4 separate regions of the Sus scrofa genome follow, and all the other regions are linked to region 3. A link is a contact called in public Hi-C and HiChIP or PLAC-seq data. All regions are on one chromosome and are shown on one strand. The core of a region is the stretch at or near the end of the contact, and the rest is flanking DNA. Distances in the headings are between cores, read along the strand shown.

Region 1 (2,849 bases), core at 280-2,779, 140 kb after region 3:
ATTGTTAAAGCAGGCCTTAGGGTGTTCATTTGTGCTAATTTTGGATTTTGTGCTGATTTCATTTATTGTGAGTCATCTTGATTTGAAGGAGGGGGCTAATCGTTGGGGGGCCGAGTTCTAGTCCCAGTTCTGTAGAACTTTTCGGAAATCTCCAGTTTTCTCTGCTTTACCAACAGGGCATAGCAAAACCTCATTCAGAACTTGTGCTCAAACGCAGTGAGTGTTTGTGGGAGCATTTTGAAGGCTTGTAGGGTACCATGGAAGTGTGCTGGGTCGGGGGTCTTTCTGAGTTGGTGCTTTCAGAGCTGAAGGCACCCCTGTGATCACCTTCGAGAGGTGAGCACTCCGAGCTGTGTGACCCTGGCAGGTTCATTGACCTCCCTGTGTCTTGGTCACTTCATCTGTAGAAGGCGGTGCTACTGTGCCAATTGGAACATTGCAGGGGATTCATGATTTAACACATGCCAAGCACATAAGATAATGGTTAGTTAACTAGGACTTAGAAATAAATTTAAATAAATGGTCATTAATGTCGTTGTTCTTTGTGCCACTGAGGGAAGGTGTAACGGCTGAACAGTCATATAATGCCAGAAAATGAATGAAGAAGTTATTTTTCCCTTTGTTCTTTCCTAGATTAAACTGGTAATTTAAACATCAAAACTTTATTTAGAATATTTGAGTTGATCACACTGCCTTTATTTCATCTTCTCTGTAGAAAATCGCAAACAATGCGTTAAAAGAGCACTTGGTTTTCAGTCCTCAGTCGCAATCAGCACCACCTTCCCTTGTTGGTGAAACTGTGCTTTTGGAAAGAAATGTGTATAAAAATGTGAAAACACTTACAAAAATGTGCCAGAGAGAGTAGAGTTAGATTTATTTGTCCTGGTGGATCTGTTCCAGAATCTGATACTCCAGTGGTGAGCTGTGATCTCTCCTGAGCAAATACCTGTGTTACATTAATCAGGGGCCAGAGCCCCGCTGGGATGTGTGTGCAGGAATTAAAAAGAAGAGTGAGGGCCCGAGTCTGGAGTAGCTGCATCCTTGTTTGATTTTTCTAGGCGTGAAAGGAAGTCAGTGGACTGTGTGTTTGCTGCTCAAAACCAAGAAGTTCTGTGTCTCATTTTCCTTCTGCTGCTGCTGCTGCTGCTTTCAAGATCTGTGGCAGCAGCTGGGACTCTTGAGCCGGGAGCCGATGGCCAGGGCTGGGCACCTACCCCTAGGGCCCTGTTCTGCCTTCACTGTCACCTGCCCTGGGCCCCCTTACCTGTGACAGGACTCTGTGCTGAGTGTCAGTCCCTCCCCTCAGGGCTGCAGGACCCCTCTGTGATGTGAGTCCCTGTAGTGTGGACTTGTAGGTCGGGTTCTCCGAGGCCTAATCGCACAAGGCTGGTCCAGTGCCCCTGCCCTCAGCCCCCGGCTCACCCCGTTCTCAAGGTCATCTACACGAGCCCAAGTGCCGTGTGCCTGCGTATGTGTGCACGCACTCAAGTTTCCTGGCTGAGCCCCGCCTTGCCCGTGTTTACTGCCCAGCGGCGTGCTGGAGGAGGCAGATCTGGACTCCACCCCAGATTTTGGTTGCTTTAACCCCTAGAGGGCTTCACTATGCATCTCACAGTGTGGACCTCGAGAGCTGCATCCTTCTCCATTTCCAGTTATTCCTAGCTGATGAGGAGATACTCGTTGCAGCTACCCACTTTATAAAGCAACTCTCTCTCCTTTGGCCACGAGTCATTTTATGAGAGTTCATTTGTTGTCTTTGTTTATGAGGCTAATCAGTCCTTCTGTAGTGTTTCCTTCACTGTCGTTTTATGAGAGGACCGTCAACCAGTAGAACCGTCATATTTATTTAAAAAAAAAACATTTCACAGAATCAGGTAGCAGATCAAATTACGTGTGGTCACGTTGATAGTTGCAGTGTAGCATTAATAAGCCCATTACCTACACTGCACACAGAGTTTAAAACTTCGTTCGAAGGCAAGTGTGGGGAGTTGCCATCCTGGCTCAGCGATGAACGAAACCTGACTAGGATCCATGGGTACATGGACTCCATCCCTGGCCTCGCTCAGTGGGTTAGGGATCCGGCGTTGCCATGAGCCGTTGTGTAGGTTTTAGGCAAGGCTTGGATCCCAAGTTACTGTGGCTTTGGTGTAGGCCAGCAGCTACGGCTCCAGTTTGACCCCTAGCCCTGGAACTTCCACATGCCACACGTGCAGGCCTAAGAAGACAAAAATAAATAAATGAATAAATACATGCAAGCAAGTGTAAAGTGTAACAGAATCACTTTGTTGTGCAGCAGAAATTATCACCACTTTGTAAATCAGTAAATAAAATGCCACCAAAACTTTACAAATGTAAAAAAATAAAAAGGAATTGTATATTTGGTAAATAGGGAGACTTAGAGTGATGCCAGTTCCAGCTTATTTTGAAAAAGTTTGGAGGAGAGACCGTCTCAATTTAGTATCATATCCGGTATAGTTTTTCAAGTTGCCACATCCCTGTCTGCAGATTCTCATGTTTTTGAGGTTTGAAAATCCTTTATCCCAAACCTTTCTAAATAGCCTAGTTCCTGAGCAGAATAATAGGCTGCCATCACAGTGCAAAACACGTATCATGGAAACATCCCCGTGGCTCCGGCTTTTAACTTCCCAGAACTCCTTATCAGTCTGCTCCCATGTTGAAAGTTTGGATTGAGCCGTGCTTGTCTTCCAAAACAAACCTGGGAAACTGAGCCAGGGCCCGCCCTCTGGGAGCGTGCAGTGTAGGAAAAAGGGCACTGAGCTTTGCAGTTTGCACAACTTTCCAGAAAGTGCCAGACGGCAGAGCTGTGAAGAAGTGATGATACTTGAAAG
Region 2 (2,840 bases), core at 118-2,617, 180 kb before region 3:
CAGTGACCAGCCCCCCAGGTTTGCCCAAGACTAAGGGCTTTCCCGGGGCAGTTTCATTGCTCAGGCTGGGAGAGTCCCTGGCAAATGGGACGGCTGGTCAGCCCAGTCATTCATGACATCCAGGACCTCAGAAGTGGCTCAGAAACCAAAGTGACCCTTTTGGGGAAGCTACTTAACTTCTCTGAGCCTCAGTTTCCTCATCTGTAAGATGGGCATAGACCTCACAAGAAAAGGATCAAACGCACGGAGCACTCCTCCAGCAGTGCCCGTCGCCCTGTGAGCCTCTCAGATGTCACCGTCAGGCCCTGGAGGGGCTCTGGGCCCCGAACCATCGGCCCCCGGGGGCAACCCCACCCACTGCCAGCCGCAGCCCCCGCTGCTCACAGAGCCTCAGAGCCTCATCTGTCCAGCCGGTTCGGGGCGGGGGAGGCTAATGCAGTGACAGAACCTTGCTTTTCGGGTCCAGACCCTCAGGCCCCCTCCCCTCTGCGAGTTCACCCTCTCCCAGTCTTGGGGAAGAAGAAAAAGAAGAAGGAGCCAGCTGGCTCAGAAGACTTTGCCTGGACTCCGCTGACCAGGCCTTGCGGGTAAAGGCGGCATAATTTCTGTGTCAAAGGAAGCGATCCGGATGTTAAGACTCAGACCGGCTGGAAAACCCCAGACCCTCCGTTCCTCACCACCAGACAAGGAAGTCTCAGCTGATCAATGGTGGAAGGTTCTCGGTGAGGGAGGCAGGGATGGGCAGGCCAAGAAAAGAAGTGACAGAAGCGTCCCGGCCTCGGGGCCTCAGCGCAGGGTCTGAAAGGCTGATGGCCAGCGCACCTGTTCCCCCCGTGATGTCTACAGGCATGGGGTGAGGTGGGCAGGCATTGTCCTTTGGTTGGTAGAGGGCACACAACCCAGCATCTCCTATAGAACATCAGGGGCCCCCATCTCACTTATGGTGACCTCTGAACCCAGCTGGGGTCAGAGCAAAGTCCAAGCCACACCTGGATCCTGCTGCCCCGCTGCCGGGGCCCAGGGTGTGTTCCTGGCTTCCCCTCCCAGGCCCTGCCTGTCTGGCCCCACGGAAGAGGAACCGTGGTCTCAAAGCCTTTACATGAAGGTCAGTGGCTCGGATGTTGCTATTTTTTAATGTTTATTGAATGCCCAAGGCATGTGAGCCCGGGGAGAGAGCAGGGGTGCACAGAGTGGGAGGGGCGGGGGGGGGGGGGGGGAACGCTCTGCAGATAAACACATGTGTGCATTCCAGAGCTCTGAGGGAAGGTACCCCAGCCCCCTGCGGGAGCGGCCTTGCCCACACTGTCACCTTCAGGGCCGTTCCAGAAGTTTCCACTCCAGGGCTTGGCGACAGGAGGAGCCAGAGCCTGAGGACCTCCTGGCTGCCTCTGCGGTTCAGCCACCAGCCCCAGCCTGCCGCCACTCCCCCTGCCTTGCTCTGCTCCCAGGCCTCTCCTGGCTCCCTTCACTGCGGGCGCTCAATAAAGAACAGCTGGAGGCAGGGGGCGGCCCTCCGTGGTCTTCCCAGGCGCCCTAATCTGGGACTCCACCTGTTCTTCCCCCAGGCTACGGGGTGGGGATTTAGTTTGAGTCAGGAGGAAAAGCCATCACCTTTGGGAGAGGCCTGGGGGTGCAGGGGGAGGGGCCGGCAGAGCTAGGGGTGCAGGGACCAGCCTGGAGAGATGCCGTCCTGGGTTTCCACGCCTTGAACCTTCCAGCTCACCTCTCCACCTGCCCCAGGGGTGCACTCACCTCCTGGGCACAAGGGAAACACACCCGGGGGCGGGGAGGAGCTGGCAGCCCCCGAGCTTTCTGGTGTATAGACTAACGGCTCTGGGTTCACACGCCGCTCTACCCCGACCTGGGTCAAGTCACTTCTCCTCTGCATCTTCGTTTTTTCACCTGGAAAGTACAGGGCTGGGGTGGGAAGGCTTTGCACCGCTCCTTCCAGCTCCCGGATTCAGCCACGTGGGCGGCGGAGGAGGGTGTGACGGGAGGGCCGCCGGCGGGAGCCTCCCGTGAGAAACGCTCGCTCAGGTCTCATTACTCATCTCGCGAGGCCACATCCCCTGGGTTGGGCACCGAGGCCCCACCCCCCAGGCCTTCATCCTTCACTTGCCAGTGACTCACGGCCCTGGGGACAGGGCATCATGAGCGCCCCTGCCAGCCAGCGCCCCGCGCCCCATCCCCAGGAGCCGCTGCTGGGAGCTGCCGGGCCGTCAGCTGTTCCTGAGCCACAGATGCTCCTTGAGTTACCAACCCGAGAGGACATGGAAAATGAAACAGGAGATGCGGTGAGCGGGGCCAGAGGGCTCCCGGGCGGCTGTGGAAAGACGGCCCAGCCAGAGTGACCGCGTTCTGTATTGGTTCTCTCGGGAAGACTTATATGGTTAGGAAAAGAGCCTCTTCCCATCACAAGACACAGCCCTGCTTTTCCGCAGCTCCACCAAAGCACCACCCCACCAACTGCAGACGTTGCCAGGCCCCAGAAGTGCCTGACAATGGCATGTCAGCGTCACAGCTATTTTTCCCCAAGCGCCTCACAGGAGGTGGGGAGCAGAGCCGCAGCGAGGCCCCCCCACGGCAGGGGAGTGTTCCCAGGGCCACCCAGCCGGCCACTCAGCAAGCAGGTGGCCTTCCTGGAGCCCAAGCCATGCGGCCTCTGCCCAGGGAAGCAGTCAGGGCAGCCGGGCCTGGGATATTTTCAGAAACATAGGGAATTAGGTCCCCCCCTCCGCCACAGCCCCAAGCATTCCCACCACTCTGGACATGGGGGAGCAGCCGGGCGGTGAGACGGCGCCCGGGGAGGGGGGGGAAATCTGGCCCATTGGACCTGAAGT
Region 3 (2,901 bases), core at 90-2,589:
CCCCACCTCCTGATTCCCTCCGTAGGTATCTGAGCACATTCTCGAAAAGAGGCAGCATTCCAGGAGGGCGGGTGTGGCGAGTCAGGTCTTTCTCGGGAGAGGCAAGACAGTGGACAGCAGGCCCCCGGGGTCTGCAGATACTGAAGTTCTGAGATGGGGCCTGCCCCGCCTTCATCCCGACTCAGTCTGGAAGGTCAGTTTACTGAGATGCCCTGACCTCCTGCTCCCGTAGCTATTCTAAAGCAGCACAAGTTAGCCACACTCTTTGTCCCTGGAGCTCAGGAATGGTGCCCCCAGAGAGTGCCAAGGGCCTCCTCTGTGCCGCCTGCCTTGGAAAACGCTGGCACGGTGTGTCGGCAAAGAACTGCATCCCCTCAACGACCACCAGAAAGTGTGTACAGCGATCTGTCCCTCTAGAGCAGAAAGAAAAGAAAAGAAAAGGCAAGGCTGTGACCTGCTCATTATCAGCTTCCAAAGCCGAGTGGAAGTTTAACCAACTTCAAAGAAAGGAAAGTACACACGCACTAAGCCCGGAACTGTTTGAGGACTTTCCACTTTTTAAGGCGCTGGAGCGGGATTCTGGAGCAAAGGGCAGCTGCGATTATTCCAGAAGTCCTGTCATAGATGGTGTAACATTACCTCTGCCCACTGGGATCTTATCAGCCACGTGGTGCCTGCTCTATTTTGAGACCCATCTGAGCCTGCTACCTGCGAGGTGGGTAGGGTAGTGTTGGCAGGTCAACCGCCACTGACAAGGGCTGAACTTGTCTCCTCGGGTCAAGAGCAACCGTCAGAGCAAACTGTCTCGCAGCATCTGAATTTGTGCTTGGAAATCCTGCTGTTTCTTCAACATGAAATGGACAGGCCCGGTGTCAACTGCGGCTATGAAACCAAATCAACCGACGAGGGGACTCCCCCCACCCCCCAGGGCTTGAATCTCTGGGTTATTTGGGCAAGAGGACAAGCGGTATTAAAAGACGGAGCTCTCTCCGCAGGGCAGGGAGGAGAGCTGAAATCCCAGCAGGCAGGCAGGCAGGCCCCGGGCGCCCAAAAACCCGGCTGGCTCTCTTGGTCTCCGGCATGGCAGGTCCTGGCTTCCCTCTTTGCCACTGGCAGGCGGCCAGTTCTCGGGGCTGAAGCTCACGCTCTATTTTCAGCTATTTCCAGAAAGCACGCCGCCTCGCCGAGGGATGTGAGCTGTCTTGAGACGCAGGGTCCCCGTCTTCCCATTGTCCTGTCCCCTCACCCTGCTCCGCCCCAGCCACAGGGCCAGCTCGGGGCTTGCCTGCCACTCAGCACTCGGCCCTCTGCGGGGCTGCCTGGCAGCTTCCTCAGACCCAAAAACCGCTGTTTCTGGCCTTGGTAGGACCCGCCCCTTCCTCCCAACTCCCAGATGTAAGTGGCTTCCTCTTATTTCTGTTCCGAGGGAGTGATGACACGTCGGTAATGCATGGCAGTCATTAGAAGATGCCAGCCTGTCCTCCTGCCTCCGTGTGGGCTTTGTCTTCTGAGTGAGAGGGGGAAGGGTTTATTTCTGGCAGATGATCCCGCTGGATTTAAAGTAGGGGTGGTGAGGACGGCTTTATCTCCATCCAGCTCAAAAGGAGAGGTGCACCGAGAAAGGCGACCCGATGAGGTCCTCGGCCAAGGGGGAGACGACCTGGGGTCCTGAGAAGGCTTTAGGTGGCGAGAGAATGAGTTCCACATCCAGGGACCCATGAAGTGCCACCAGGAAGATGCCCCATTTTGCAGCCCCCATATGTGTGGAAAAGTGGGACCTTTCTGCTTCCGTGTGTCATTGCCGACCTCAAAGCTTTTGTGTGCAAATCCTCTTAACCTCTACTCCAACAATAAATAACCTCCCTTTCTGCAGGAAATCGGGGACGCATTTGCCTCAAAAAGAATTTCCCTCCCCTTTAAGGCAGCAAGACCTAAGTAAGTCTTTCACAATCCCCCCCCCCTTTTTAATGACTATTCCTAGAAGTAAAAAGTTAGAAAGGCCAGAATAATTAGGTTAAGGCATCACTAGCCCCGTGCCATCTGCGCTTAGAATGTGCAGATGATGTTGTTAAGAGTTAAGCCACTTACTGCCCTCCCGTTGGCTGGGAAGTGATAAAGGAAGAAGTGACTAATGATGGATGGTCAGGGGAAACAGCTGTCGTTATTTTGGTTCAGTTTACAGCAATTCTTGCCTTTCTAAAGATAAGAACAGGCAGGTGCTGAAGGCATTAGACCAAGAGCTAGTCGAGAGGCCCCACAAGTTTAAACTCCCCTCTGAGAAAGAAAGTGAGTGATCTTGCTGGTGAAGGGTTGGGAGTCCAAGACCTAGTCTCAAATCTTAACTCTGTCACTGAAATGAATTACGGAACCTCTTCCAGTGTCACATTCCCCATCTGCAAAATGGAAGAAGAGTCGTTGCCTGGTGGGACTGCTGTAAAGATGAGCAGAACATGTCAGGCGCAGAGCAAGGGCTTAGGAGTGGCAACTAATGACTGGAAAACAAACGATATGAAGAGGATTTGCTAATGAACAAGACTCCTCCAACTAATCCCGCCTCCAACAATGACCGGGGAGCTCGGCGTGTCCCCCTTCACCTGGGGACCCACTCCATGAAAATGCCATCTGCTGGCTTGCTTGCTGTAGTAATCCAAGCCTAGACTCCCTAAGACAAAGGAAGCAAGCAAGCAAGAGCTAGGGAGGGGAAGGAAGAAGGAAGAGAGGGAGGGAGGAAGAGAATTCCCACTGTGGCTCAGTGGGTTAAGAACCTGACTAGTAGCCATGACGGTGTGGGTTCAATCCCTGGCCTCGCTCAGTGGGTTAAGGATCCGGCGTTGCTGTGAGCTGTGGTGTAGGCTGCAGAGGCAGCTCGGATCTGGCATTGTTGTGGCTGTGGTGTAGGCC
Region 4 (2,700 bases), core at 104-2,603, 160 kb before region 3:
TAGAGAAGGGACTAATCTCGTCTGACCAAAAAAAAAAAAAAAGACATGTAGAGGTAAAAAATAATAATAATAATTTTTAAACATTTAAAGGTTTTTAAAAACTTTTAACAATTAAAATTTTTTTTAATGTCTTAAAGTACATACAGAGAAAGAGTAAGAGATGAGCTGGAAAGGCCACTTGAGTCCGGCACTCAGGAGGCTGAGAGGTCTGGCCCTGACCCTGCAGGCAGTGGGGGCACAGGTGCAGGCGCAGAGCCACTGGCCTGGGTCAGCCCTCTGCTGGAGCCCGCCCTGCCAAGAAGAGAGGGGCACGGTAAGGCTCCCAACTCCATCTGACCTTAAAATCACCCAGGATCATCTTTAAAAATGACCAGATGATCGATCATAGTTAACATACTCAGTGGGTCCCACCACAAATCTCTAGAATCCAAAACTCCTGGTGATTTTAATGACATGCCATTTGGAAAACTTCTACTTCTGGCTAAATCATTCCCCAAAGAAAGCATAACGATATCTGCAGGAATCCTTGGAAATTATTCATGCCCCACCACTTCCTCTAGTCTGTCTTGTCTGTGCAAATGCAGCTAGTCCACAGCAGAGATCTGCAGCTTGGCTGTCCAGCAACTCCTTTCTCCTATAACCATCCCCAGATCCCTACAGATCACCTGCTGCCCCATTCTCAGCCCACTGGCTTTGGGTAGAGGCAGCTGGCAGGGAGTGGATCGTATGACCTGGGTTAGCCAATCAGTAGATGATACACTCTCCTGGCCGTATGATTGGTTCAGGGGCAGGCTGTTGGCCCAATCAGAGGCTCTGAGGCTTTGCTTGGGAATCGTAAGCCAATCATCTTCGCTTTTTGAATCCAGCATTCCCCCCCCCACACACACACACACCTTGAGAGCAGCTGGCAGCCGTCCTGCAAAGGGAGAGCCCTGACTCAGAAAAGAAGTCACACCAGGGCTGGGCTCTATCACCTGAGGCTTGAATACAATCTCACCTCAAGCCACACCCCGTGTACTCTGGACTCCTTGGTTACACCAGCCGGCATATTCCGTTTTGCTAAGCCTATTTAGATCAGGCTTCATGCCAGTTGCAACTGAATTATCACTGATAGAAGGTACAGAGTCTTTCAAGTACAAGGAAAGCAGGTACCCTTAGTCATCTTCAAAGGAAGCTGTCCTCCTGAGACAGAGGCAGACTGCTGGCACCTTGAGCTCATTTCAAAAATTCTTTTGGAAGCTTCTAGAGACAGCAACGAAAATGGTTTCTTTGTTAGGCCAAAGAACCTCTCTCTTGATGATGCAATAATTCCATCTCCCTGTGTGTGGTGACTGGGCAATGTGTTTAAAGGACACACGGTAAAAATCTTCTTTATATTATCTAAGCATAAAGAGTTCTGCAAAAATCAGGAAGAACTGTGCTGGCTGGGACCTGGAAAGTCAGTTCCTGGGTGTCCTCCTAAGGGGTCTATCAGTGTGACTGATGGTTTATGTGAACATATGTCAGACACAGCACCTGCTAACAGGACACAAGTCTGTTTGCTTTTCCCTTTGAGACTTTGCAAAGCAACAAACCTGGGAGAAACTTTTTGAATTTCCATGTCACAGGTGAGGAAAAGAGGAAGGAAGAAAAAGAAAAACGAGAGAGAAAGGACCCAGACAGGAGAGTCTGGGAGTCATTTTCTCTGTTCTAATTCTGGCAGCGAGCCCCTTCCTTTCCCCAGACCACCTCAAGGAGAGTTCACCGGACATGTAGGTGCAGATAAATAGCCTGCCCTCTGACAGGCTTCTGGCAAAAAGACTTTCATTTTTGTGTTTAAATTTCAGGACTAAGGAGACTGATGCTTTATTATCCAAAAAAACTCACCTGCCCAGACTTGGTACTTTCTGACAAATAACCTAAGACAAACCCATGTCGTATTACTGTCTGGACTCTAAAGAGTATTTTGAAGCCCCTTCGAGTGGTATCTGCACTGTAAGAAAAAGAGCAGTGAGGGTTATTCCCAGGCTAACATCAGCGGTGAATTTCCCTGAAGGCTCTCTGTAACCATGCAGTGTTCCCCCCGACACCCTGAAGGGCCGCTGTGAAGGCCAGCGAGTACCACCAAGGTTCAATCCCTGACACCCTCACCAACCTTCAGGACTGAGAAACGTGTGTTCGGCTTGCTGAACATTTCAAAAGCCTCTACCTCTTCCAAGGGAGCGAGCCGGGGAGAAAAGCATTGATACCAGGACCAGAATCGAAGGATAGATTCTACAAACTCCAAACCAAATCCTTTGTCCATCGAGTCATCCATTCAACAAATACGGGTTGAGGTCCTCCTGGGTGCCAGCCCCAGTCTCGCGCTGGAGGTAAAACACCAAGCAGGCCAGTTAAGTCCCAAGGAACTTCCACATTCGAGAGAAGGAGGATGATAAAAACAGGTGAAAAATGCCTGGGTACTGGAATAGCAATAGCCTAGCACGTTAGGCAAAACTAAAGCCGAGCGGGGACGTTGGGGTCGAGAGAGGTCATAGGCCTGGAGTGCTCAGGTGATGCGAAGAAAGGCCCCAGTGTGGCGGTTCTGAGCCGAGCAGCCCAGGGGGAGGAAGGGGCCAAAGCCTGCGGGCGGTGGGGGCCAGGTTTGGAGGCTGATGCGATGGTGGGGCAGGAGGTGAGAGCAGAGAGCTGCCCGAGACCCCCTGAGGGAGCTCACAGATC

What was found. Hi-C and Micro-C count contacts between places; a contact is called where the count stands out from the background. HiChIP or PLAC-seq counts read pairs in DNA pulled down with a chosen protein or histone mark.
Region 1: a Hi-C map of skeletal muscle shows a contact between it and region 3, with 5 times the contacts expected there. The contact joins two enhancer-like sites. A contact is called at or near these places in 1 of 5 promoter capture datasets (liver), 4 of 47 Hi-C or Micro-C datasets (liver and skeletal muscle) and 2 of 2 datasets of contacts at active chromatin or transcription factors (alveolar macrophages and skeletal muscle).
Region 2: a contact with region 3 is called in an H3K27ac HiChIP or PLAC-seq map of skeletal muscle. The contact joins two enhancer-like sites. A contact is called at or near these places in 4 of 47 Hi-C or Micro-C datasets (epiblast stem cells, heart right ventricle, liver and 1 more) and 2 of 2 datasets of contacts at active chromatin or transcription factors (alveolar macrophages and skeletal muscle).
Region 4: a Hi-C map of liver shows a contact between it and region 3, with 10 times the contacts expected there. The contact joins two enhancer-like sites. A contact is called at or near these places in 2 of 47 Hi-C or Micro-C datasets (epiblast stem cells and liver) and 1 of 2 datasets of contacts at active chromatin or transcription factors (alveolar macrophages).

What each region holds. Positions count from the first base shown.
Region 1 is chr7:4,590,967-4,593,815 of Sscrofa11.1, forward strand. The region is part of intron 6 of RREB1 (ras-responsive element-binding protein 1); the gene reads left to right. Among named protein-coding and RNA genes, the nearest start is that of RREB1, 80 kb to the left of the region's middle. Within about 2 kb of position 1,530, at least 17 of the 83 cell types and tissues checked have an H3K27ac peak or open chromatin away from gene starts, as enhancers often do. A contact at or near this core is called in liver and skeletal muscle, where this site is marked.
Region 2 is chr7:4,271,759-4,274,598 of Sscrofa11.1, forward strand. No RefSeq gene overlaps it. Among named protein-coding and RNA genes, the nearest start is that of LY86, 170 kb to the left of the region's middle. Within about 2 kb of position 1,368, at least 44 of the 83 cell types and tissues checked have an H3K27ac peak or open chromatin away from gene starts, as enhancers often do. A contact at or near this core is called in skeletal muscle, where this site is marked.
Region 3 is chr7:4,454,637-4,457,537 of Sscrofa11.1, forward strand. No RefSeq gene overlaps it. Among named protein-coding and RNA genes, the nearest start is that of RREB1, 56 kb to the right of the region's middle. Within about 2 kb of position 1,340, at least 42 of the 83 cell types and tissues checked have an H3K27ac peak or open chromatin away from gene starts, as enhancers often do. A contact at or near this core is called in liver and skeletal muscle, where this site is marked.
Region 4 is chr7:4,298,643-4,301,342 of Sscrofa11.1, forward strand. It overlaps LOC110261768 (a long non-coding RNA gene), which reads left to right. Exons shown (of 4, transcript XR_002346278.1): 4 at 1-2,700. Among named protein-coding and RNA genes, the nearest start is that of LY86, 190 kb to the left of the region's middle. Within about 2 kb of position 1,354, at least 12 of the 83 cell types and tissues checked have an H3K27ac peak or open chromatin away from gene starts, as enhancers often do. A contact at or near this core is called in liver, where this site is marked.